3 separate regions of the Oryctolagus cuniculus genome follow, and regions 1 and 3 are each linked to region 2. A link is a contact called in public Hi-C and Micro-C data. All regions are on one chromosome and are shown on one strand. The core of a region is the stretch at or near the end of the contact, and the rest is flanking DNA. Distances in the headings are between cores, read along the strand shown.

Region 1 (2,700 bases), core at 177-2,676, 660 kb before region 2:
ATGATTGCACTTACTATTTTATGAAAAGCTTTGTGTAACAACAGGTAGACTCTTGAAATCAAAGTCCCTGCATCTTAATGGTTGTGCATTTTGCCCTTCTGAATATGTTTTATCTACAATGAAAAATTCAGTTCAGCCAGCTGTCAGTTGCCTTGATCATCTAAGAGGATATGATCTCATTATTACAATATATATAATATACATTCAGACTCCACTACTGAGTCACAGTCGGCCACACCTACATGGCAGGGACGATGGCTTCTGCACCCTTCCCTTGTCTAGTGCTCTACAACTAGTATTCATTTTCAAAAAACAGGTTGAGAATGTGCGAAAGTGTGTATTTCTTGTTGCAATTTATGTTAACAAGGAGATAGAGGGACTATACATATACACACTTGCAGAGTATTTCTGGAAGTAGAAACAAAATACTAACCCTGGTTAGTATTGAGGAAGGGAACTGAGCGGCCTGGCAGTCTTGGGTAGGTGGGGCAAGTTAGTCCTTTGTATTTTCTACTCCACCTTATTCTTTCTCTTGGAGCCACACAGGCATTCTTACAGTAATTCCAACATTTCAACTACATATGCTTCCAATTTACAGCATGTGCACTTGCCATTCTGGTACCCAGCACACTGTCCCTGGAGACACTTCATTCAGTGAGCCTCAGATGTGACCTCCTACTGAGACTTCCTTGGCTAAACAATGTAAAATGACTTGCCCCTCACGCTTCTTATTGTCTCCTAATACTTTTGGTACTTAGCACCACCTGGCATTCTCAGTATTTGCCTGTTTAGTCGTTTTGGAACACCGCCTTGTGCATAAAAGGCAATTAACAAACTAACAAATACTTGCTGAATTAATGAATGCACTTTTGAGTTTTTTTTTAAATCATGTAAATTATTTTTTCAATAAAAAGCAGCTAAGGAATCAATGTTTGATGAATTAACCGTTAAATATTTATTACTGTGAAAGTCCGAGTTTCTCTTTTTAAAATACAGGCTCTCTCTTCCTGCCACGTATTGGACCTGGGCAAGTCAATTAACCTGAATTCCTTTTTTGTCATCCTAAAGTAGAGCCATTAGTAGTTACTTCACAGAAGATTAAAAGTAGGTGAAAGCTCTTCAGTGGTTTCGGTGCTCAAGTTACCGAATCACGTGGTTTCTTCCTGCTCGGAGCCCAGGAGCTACACCACAGGGCTTCCACTAGCGCCACGGACCTGAGATTTTGCGGCGCTAAAGGAGACTACGCTGCCGCCGGGCGTGTCTCCTTCCCGCCGTTGCCAGGGAAACCGTCGGGCGTCCGGAGGATCTGAGCACGCGCGTCGGGGCTACGCAGCTCAACCCTTTCCGCGTTCGCGATAGGTGGAGCGCGGGCCAATCGGAAGAGGCCGGGGGCGGGGGGCGGGCAGTGTGCCGGGAAAGGCGGTCCGACAGTCCAGGTCCCCGACTTCCGGGTCGCGGTGCTTGCAGGGAGCGCTCGGCGAGTAGCGTCGTTTCCGTTGCCGGCTGTTTGCAGTTGGGGAAACCGAGGCAGCTGCAGCTTCCCCCTAGTTCTTCCGCTCTTGTGAGGTGGCTGCTGTTTCTTTTCTCTTGCCCTGCGCTGCTTCCGTGGCGTGCGGGCTGCGCGAGCCCCGCGGCGTCCTGCGGGAAGTCCGCGGGGGCCGCGGCCGCCCGGGCTTTGTGCTGGCCGGTCCCTCCCACTCGCCGGCAGCGCGCGAGCCGGGCACCGCCGGGCTCTGGCACCGGGGCTTGGCGCAGCGACTCCCCGAGGTGTGGGCTGTTCCGGCGCCGCGGTGCCGGCGTGGACTCTGCTTGGCAGTTCTGCTTCTTTTGTCCTGATGAGCGCGGACGAGAGGAATTCATTGACAGATAGGGATCAGCCCTCCTGCGGGGATTCCGAATCTGACAGTCCCTCAGGCCCTAGTCTGGGGAGGATGTGTCTGGGAGTGTGTGAAACAGGGCGGAGACAGAATTTGTATTGTTTATAGGTAGCTCCCTCTCACTTGCATCTCCCCCAACCCGCTTTTCATGTAGAAGCTGAAGAATTTTCTAAGATCCAGTTCTATCCAATGTGTAGTGTGTTTTTAAGTTATTATTTTTAAACTCTTGTTAGTATTTCTACCCTTTACCCACTGAGTGGAAAGTCGAGAATCGGCCAGCGTGTGATCTGTCTACTCCGGGTTCAAGTTGTATACTTTCATTTGTAAGCCATTTGCATTATGATTTGCTGACGTCACCTGATTGGGGAACAGCTGTGAGCAGTTAGCCCAAGTGCTAAGAGCTTGTTCCTTATAAGAATTCTGATGTTTGTGTATTTTCAGGTTACTACATTGAGATCCTCTTATTCTTGAACTGTTGAGCCCTGTGTCTCAAGGAATGAGAAAACAGGAAACTAAGGAAATAAAATTATTTAACAAAAAGTGCAGAGCACTCTGGTATCGTTATTGCAAGCCATTCAATAGCTTGGCTCTACGTTCTGATTTTTTCAGTTTTTAAAAAACTGACCATTTGGCCACCCATTATTTAGTGGTATATATTACAATTGTTTTCTTAGATGCCTAATTAAACATTGTCACAGAACAGTCACGATGGAATAATAAATATTAATAGAACTTGAGATTTGATGAGTTGGATAAATTTTTTTTCCGTTTTAAAGCTCAATTTCAAGTCATTAAGCTTGTGTTATATATTTCCTTTCCCAGG
Region 2 (2,700 bases), core at 34-2,533:
TTGCCGTGCGTCGGAGCGGCGAACTTGGTGTTGGGGTCACAGGCCAGGCGGTCGTGGGCCGAGCTGGCCATGACCACCTCCCCGCGGGCGTCCTGTTTGGGGGAGTGCTCTCCGTAGCGCCCGCACTCAGTCTTCTCCGTGTGCAGCTCCGAGCCGGCGCCGCCGCCACTGCCGCCGCCGCCGCCGCCGCCCGCAGCCCCGGCCCCCGGGTCCGGCGCGGGCTCAGCGTAGGTGATGTTCACGAAGGCGGTGTACCATTCCTCCTTCTCGGCCACGGTGAAGTCCAGGCAGAGTAGATGCACGAAACAAAAGGAAAGCAGCCATGTTGAGAGAGCCAGACTGCGGCACGCTTGGATGAGAGACATTGCCATCTTTCTCCGCCGGCGCCCCCGCCCCGCCCCCCGCGCCCTCCCTCTGCCCCGCGCCTCCTCCCGGGCCCTGGCCCAGTCCGCGCCGGCCGCTTCTCTTTCCCGCGGCCGCTGCTCACTCTCCCTCCTGAGGGGCCGCGGCCGGGGCGCGCAGCCGCCGCGGGCACGGGATTCCGGGCGAGCGGGTCGCGCGGGCCCCGTCGCCTTTCAGCCGAAGCGCGGCGGTTGCATTTTGCTCCTCAGCCGTGCAGGGGGCGCGGGAGGAGAGGGCGCGCGGGGCTTGAGGAGGCGTCCGGCTGCCGAGCGTCCTGCGCCTCCGCCCGGCTTCTCCGTCTCTCATAGGGGTAGCAGGGGGCTCCGGAGCGCGCGAGGTGACGGCCCCACGCCCTCTCTAGTCCCGGCAGGGGCCGGGGTGGCTGTTCGCAGGCAGGGGTGCTGCCGAGGGAGTCCCGGCCGCCGCCGAGCGCCGGAGAGCGCGGGTCGAGCTGCTGCCGCGGCGGCCGCTACCTCAGCGCGCCGGGTCGGAGGGGCCTGCGAGCGTGTGCTGCCGCCCTCGTCGGGTGGCTGCGCGGGGCGCACTCTTGCCGCGGGACGAGTGCGCGGCCCGGGTGTGCGTGTGTCTGTGTATGTTTGTGTGTGTGTGTGTGTAGAATGTGTGCGTGCAAGGAGGAGCTTAGTGTGATGTCAAAGCTTCGGGGCTTCGCTCGCCGCGCTCCCTCGGTCTCTTCACGGGCAGCAGCGACCCCTGGCGGGTCTCAAACTCAGCCCCAGTGGGTGACTTGGTCCAGGTGGGGTTTGCAGTAGGGAAAAGGAGCCTTTGACCTCTGAGTACAGAAACTGCTTCCTGCGCCTTAAATACTCCTATGCGGAAATGGTCGAGCTTCCCCTAAACCACTCGCCCATTCGCTGAACACGTGCGGTGACTTTCCTTTTCCAAAGCCAAAGTGTAAGGTGGGTTGAACGATGCCACAGCGATACCTAGGGAAGTGACTCCCAAATGCTGGTTTAAGACAGCCTGGGGGCCAGCGCAGGCTGGAGTCCTTGCTGCTCCTCTCCAGATACAGCTCTCTCTACTATGGCCTGGGAAAACAATGGAAGATGGCCCAAGTGCTTGGGTCCCTGCACCCACGTGGGAGACCCAGAGGAGGCTCTTGGCTCAGCTCTGTTCATTGCGGCCTTTGGGGAGTGAATCAGCGGATGAAGACCTCTCTCTCTGTCTCTCTGTCCCTCTCCCCCTCCCCCTCTCCCTCTCCCTCGCCCTCTCTGTAACTCTGCCTTTCAAATAAAATAAATCTTAAAAAAAAAAAAACAGCCTGATGAGCCCTGCGTTAGCATTTCTGAGTTATTAGATCTGGGGTGAGACCCCCAATATCCGTGTCTAGCAAGTTCTCAGGCAATGCTGACACAGCTGGTCTAGCAACCACTCCATTAGGGTGGGTGTAGGAATGGGCCTCTCTGCGGCCAGCTGGGAGCAAACGCGTGGCATTTGTTTTGCAGAACGGATGCCTTCTAATTGTGAGAAGCTGGTGAGCTATTTCTCCACTGTGTTTATTGCAGTTGTCATGCCTGGTGACAGAGCCCCCGGGGCATCAGCAGGCAAGGGAGGTTTGTTTGGGTTACTGTTGTTTATGTGTGTTCTCCGGGTTGTGTATGGAGATTACCACCAGTCAGCAGAGAGTGTGGTATTCCCAGAATGGCATTCTTGAAACTGACACAGCACAGTTCTTCACAATGTTAAATGTTTGGAAAATTGTTATCCCTTCTCACGTCTGGTTTCCTTTGCTTGAGATCCATGTCATAAAGTTTGTAAAAATATGTGTGTGACAGTTCTCTTTTTTTTTTTCAAAACATCTATTTATTTAGTTGAAAGTCAGAATTACAGAGAGTGAGAGAGAGAGAGAGTGAAAGAGAAAGAGAGAGAGAGCTCTTCCATCCACAGTTCATTCCCCAAGTGGTCACAGCTACAACCAGGAGCTTCATCCTGGTCTCCCACGTGGGGCCTAAGCATCTTCCGTTGCTTTTCCAAAGCCATTAGCAGGGAGCTGTATCAGCAGTGGCACAGCAGGGACTTGAACCTGATGGGATGGCCGGTTTCTTTGGCCATGGCCTTACCTGCTAGGCCAGCCCCTGCTTGAAGATTCTCACGTACCCTGTCCTTCCCAGTGGATCTCTGTCAGAGAACCTGGAATCCAATTCATGTTTAGGAAAGAAATCCACCTTTCCCAGGACCTCCACATGCGTCCGGCTTTCTGTTAATGGCTGCCATTGGCATGACTTCTCCTTTCCCAGCAGCAGCAGAACAAACAGCTGGTGGCTGTTAGGGGAGAGCGAA
Region 3 (2,712 bases), core at 195-2,694, 560 kb before region 2:
ACACACACATTTCTAGTTAGCTCTCGGTGGCAGGTGGGGAAGACGAGAGAGGCATGAGAAGCAGGACTCTATGTTTACTTTACTTCCTGCTGTCCTGAGTATCTTCCTACAAGCATGCATAACATCAAAACAGGAAATGGCACTTTCGAGACAGATCTTTTTCTCTTTTGTCTGTGGGTTCTGAGAAATAGGGGAGTCAGCTGTGTGTAGGCCTTCAATTTGGCTTTTGCTTAGAAAAGTTGAAAAGATGACCAGTGTCTTTATCATAATTGTTCACTAGGAATTTCTTAGTTAATAGGGAAGAAGGAAAAGGAGGAGGAGGAGGAGAAGAAGGAGGAAGAGGAGAGAGGAAAAACTATAGAGGGCAACCCAGAAGAATAAAGGATAGTAGCAGCAAGGTTGTCCAGGGCCTTGGGCTGTATTCCTGGCAGCAGTGCAGAGGGAATGGGATGTGAGAGGGAGGGAGGTCCCTGTGGAGGCGGCAGTGGCCTGCTAGGCTGAGCTGTGCTATGGAGCGTCTGCGTGCAGCCCAGCAGGCCTCTGTGGACAGAACGGTGCTGGTGATACACCCCTGGGAGGAGTCGGCTCCGGCTGAGCTGCATCAGCCGATAAAGCATTTCCTAAGCACCCCAGATACTCTGCTCCGGGCCTGCACATGGGCGCAGTCACTCTCACGGAGCTCACCATCCTCCAAGAGGAAGTAAGTCATACTGAGCATTCTCCTTGTTCCTTGTTCCTTGCTGGGACCCAAGATGTGGCGGTGAGGGCCCAGAGACGGGAACAGGAGGACTCACTCTGCAAGAGTGTATGAGAAACTAGGACAGAGCCAGCCTGAAACATAGCTCCTACCACGTCTGCCTCAGGGCGTGGCCTTCCCCCTCTCCCCACCCAGGTTTACCCAGCAACCCAAGCCCTAGGCTCCCCAGGAGGGGGACTGCACCAGTGCTTTGCCACTGCAGGAACAGAGCAAGCAACTGACTTTCTAAAGCATGGGAAAAATCTGGCAGGGAGCCTGACACATACCAATGACTCAGTAAAATGTTTGGGAAACGGAATTAAAGCCAATGCCAATTAAAATGTTCCAAAGACTGAAGAATGAGTCAAGAACTGAAGTTTCTGTCTTGGATCCCACCAGTACCAGGGCTCCTCCCCATCTCTGGCATCAGTCCTGGGTCTCCGGTTCTTTTCAGAGTTGTTCTCAGGATCCCCAGGGGACTCATGTTTGTCAGTGCACCCTCAGGGCAGGGTGTCTGAGTGTAAGAAAGACCTGTTTCTTCAGGCATAGTCTCGGGGTTCCAAGGACATCCCCAGTACCTGAATGTGCACAGACCAGAGAGGGCAGCCATGACAGCCAAGCCTGGCAAGCCATGGCTTCACCATCTCCCGATCTGAAACTTCTGCACAGCCAGCCCAGGTCCGCCTCCTCCTGGTGCCCCTCAAAGTGGGGCTCTTCCTTATGCACAGCCCTTCTCTTGTCTGTCTGCGGTCTGGCTGCCTCCAGGGGCCACTCCCACTTGTGTACAGTGGTCCTAGCTCCCACCGCCCTGGGAAGCAGATTTCTTCCCATCTTTAGCATGCCTTTACAGCTGGATGCACTTTGGATCATTCTTTTTCCTCTTATGAAACAGAGGGAACACCTGCCTGATGGATCGCCGGCCTAACCCTGCATCATTAGTTACAGGTGCTGACGAAGAAAATCTCACTGAGCTGGCCCATGATGGAGACTGCAGGTGCTGCAAGGAGGCTGTAGGAGGCGCTGTTGCCCACACTGCTGTGGCACAAAGGCCGCACTAGGCAGCTCTGAAACAGAGAGCTTCGGTCTCTCTGAGCCTTCTGTCCTCACCAGAATGAGGGCTGGCACCGCACTGATGACTGATCACTATCTATGATCTCAGCACATGTTGGAACACCGGCTAGGGGACGGAAGTTCACTAGGCACTGGGGAAAAAGAAATCAATCATTAATAAATAAATGGCGGTGCCCTCCGGCCACTAGCAGCCGTCTGGGATGCTGATCTTTATCTCTCCCCCTGTGTTTCCTTGGCTCCTATCTTTGCTCACAACAGCCGCACTTAGCTGATTGTCATTAGAGACCCTGATAAGACTGGTACCTGTATAAAAGACATTTTGCAAACATTTTTTCCCCTGTCAATTACCACACTGTAACCAAAGGTGTTGAGAATGATGGTTATGATGATTTTTTTTCTAGAAGAAAAAAATTACACACTGCTGTGTTTACTGCTATCATACTTTCTTATTAAGGATCAAGGTTGGGGAGAGGGAATGACAAAACAGAAATCCCCAAAACTTAACCAATTTTGCTTTCCCTTGGACACTTAAGCTGTTTCTTTTTTTCCCTCTTGTTCTAGTTCCATGTTATCTTTTCTTAAGGGTGCTTTCACCTTTATATAGGAAAAGAATTTCAGGCAGAATTTAAACTTGATCACTTCTGAGTATTAGAAACATGTTTTCTTCAGGCTTAGGGAAATAGCTAGAATATTATATGGAGGGGAACGGGGCTAAAACATCAACTTAAGTTAGTTATAGGAACACGAGTATGTTCATTTTTCCTGTAAGTTCTTTCATTCTGTACTCTCGGCTCTACCTTGCAATTTACACACGTGGAGGCTGATGCTATCCCTTCACAATTTGACAGAAAAATCAAGAACTGGATTATCATGGTGAACTCTTCTATTCTCTTGGGCACTACCTG

Evidence for each region. Hi-C and Micro-C count contacts between places; a contact is called where the count stands out from the background.
Region 1: a Micro-C map of ear pinna shows a contact between it and region 2, with 4 times the contacts expected there. The contact joins the promoter of MGAT4D here to the promoter of RNF150 in region 2. A contact is called at or near these places in 2 of 6 Hi-C or Micro-C datasets (ear pinna and an unstated tissue).
Region 3: a Hi-C map of embryonic fibroblasts shows a contact between it and region 2, with 5 times the contacts expected there. The contact joins the enhancer-like site here to the promoter of RNF150 in region 2. A contact is called at or near these places in 3 of 6 Hi-C or Micro-C datasets (embryonic fibroblasts, skin fibroblasts and an unstated tissue).

What each region holds. Positions count from the first base shown.
Region 1 is chr8:24,213,353-24,216,052 of mOryCun1.1, reverse strand. It overlaps MGAT4D (MGAT4 family member D), which reads right to left and starts at 1,426. Exons shown (of 13, transcript XM_051819470.2): 1 at 1,215-1,426. ELMOD2 (ELMO domain containing 2) reads left to right here and starts at 1,401. Exons shown (of 9, transcript XM_002716948.5): 1 at 1,401-1,566; 2 at 2,700.
Region 2 is chr8:23,556,714-23,559,413 of mOryCun1.1, reverse strand. RNF150 (ring finger protein 150) reads right to left here and starts at 1,283. Exons shown (of 7, transcript XM_051819466.2): 1 at 1-1,283. The coding sequence starts at 371.
Region 3 is chr8:24,113,808-24,116,519 of mOryCun1.1, reverse strand. The region is part of intron 15 of TBC1D9 (TBC1 domain family member 9); the gene reads right to left. Among named protein-coding and RNA genes, the nearest start is that of UCP1, 49 kb to the left of the region's middle. Within about 2 kb of position 1,444, at least 1 of the 8 cell types and tissues checked has an H3K27ac peak or open chromatin away from gene starts, as enhancers often do.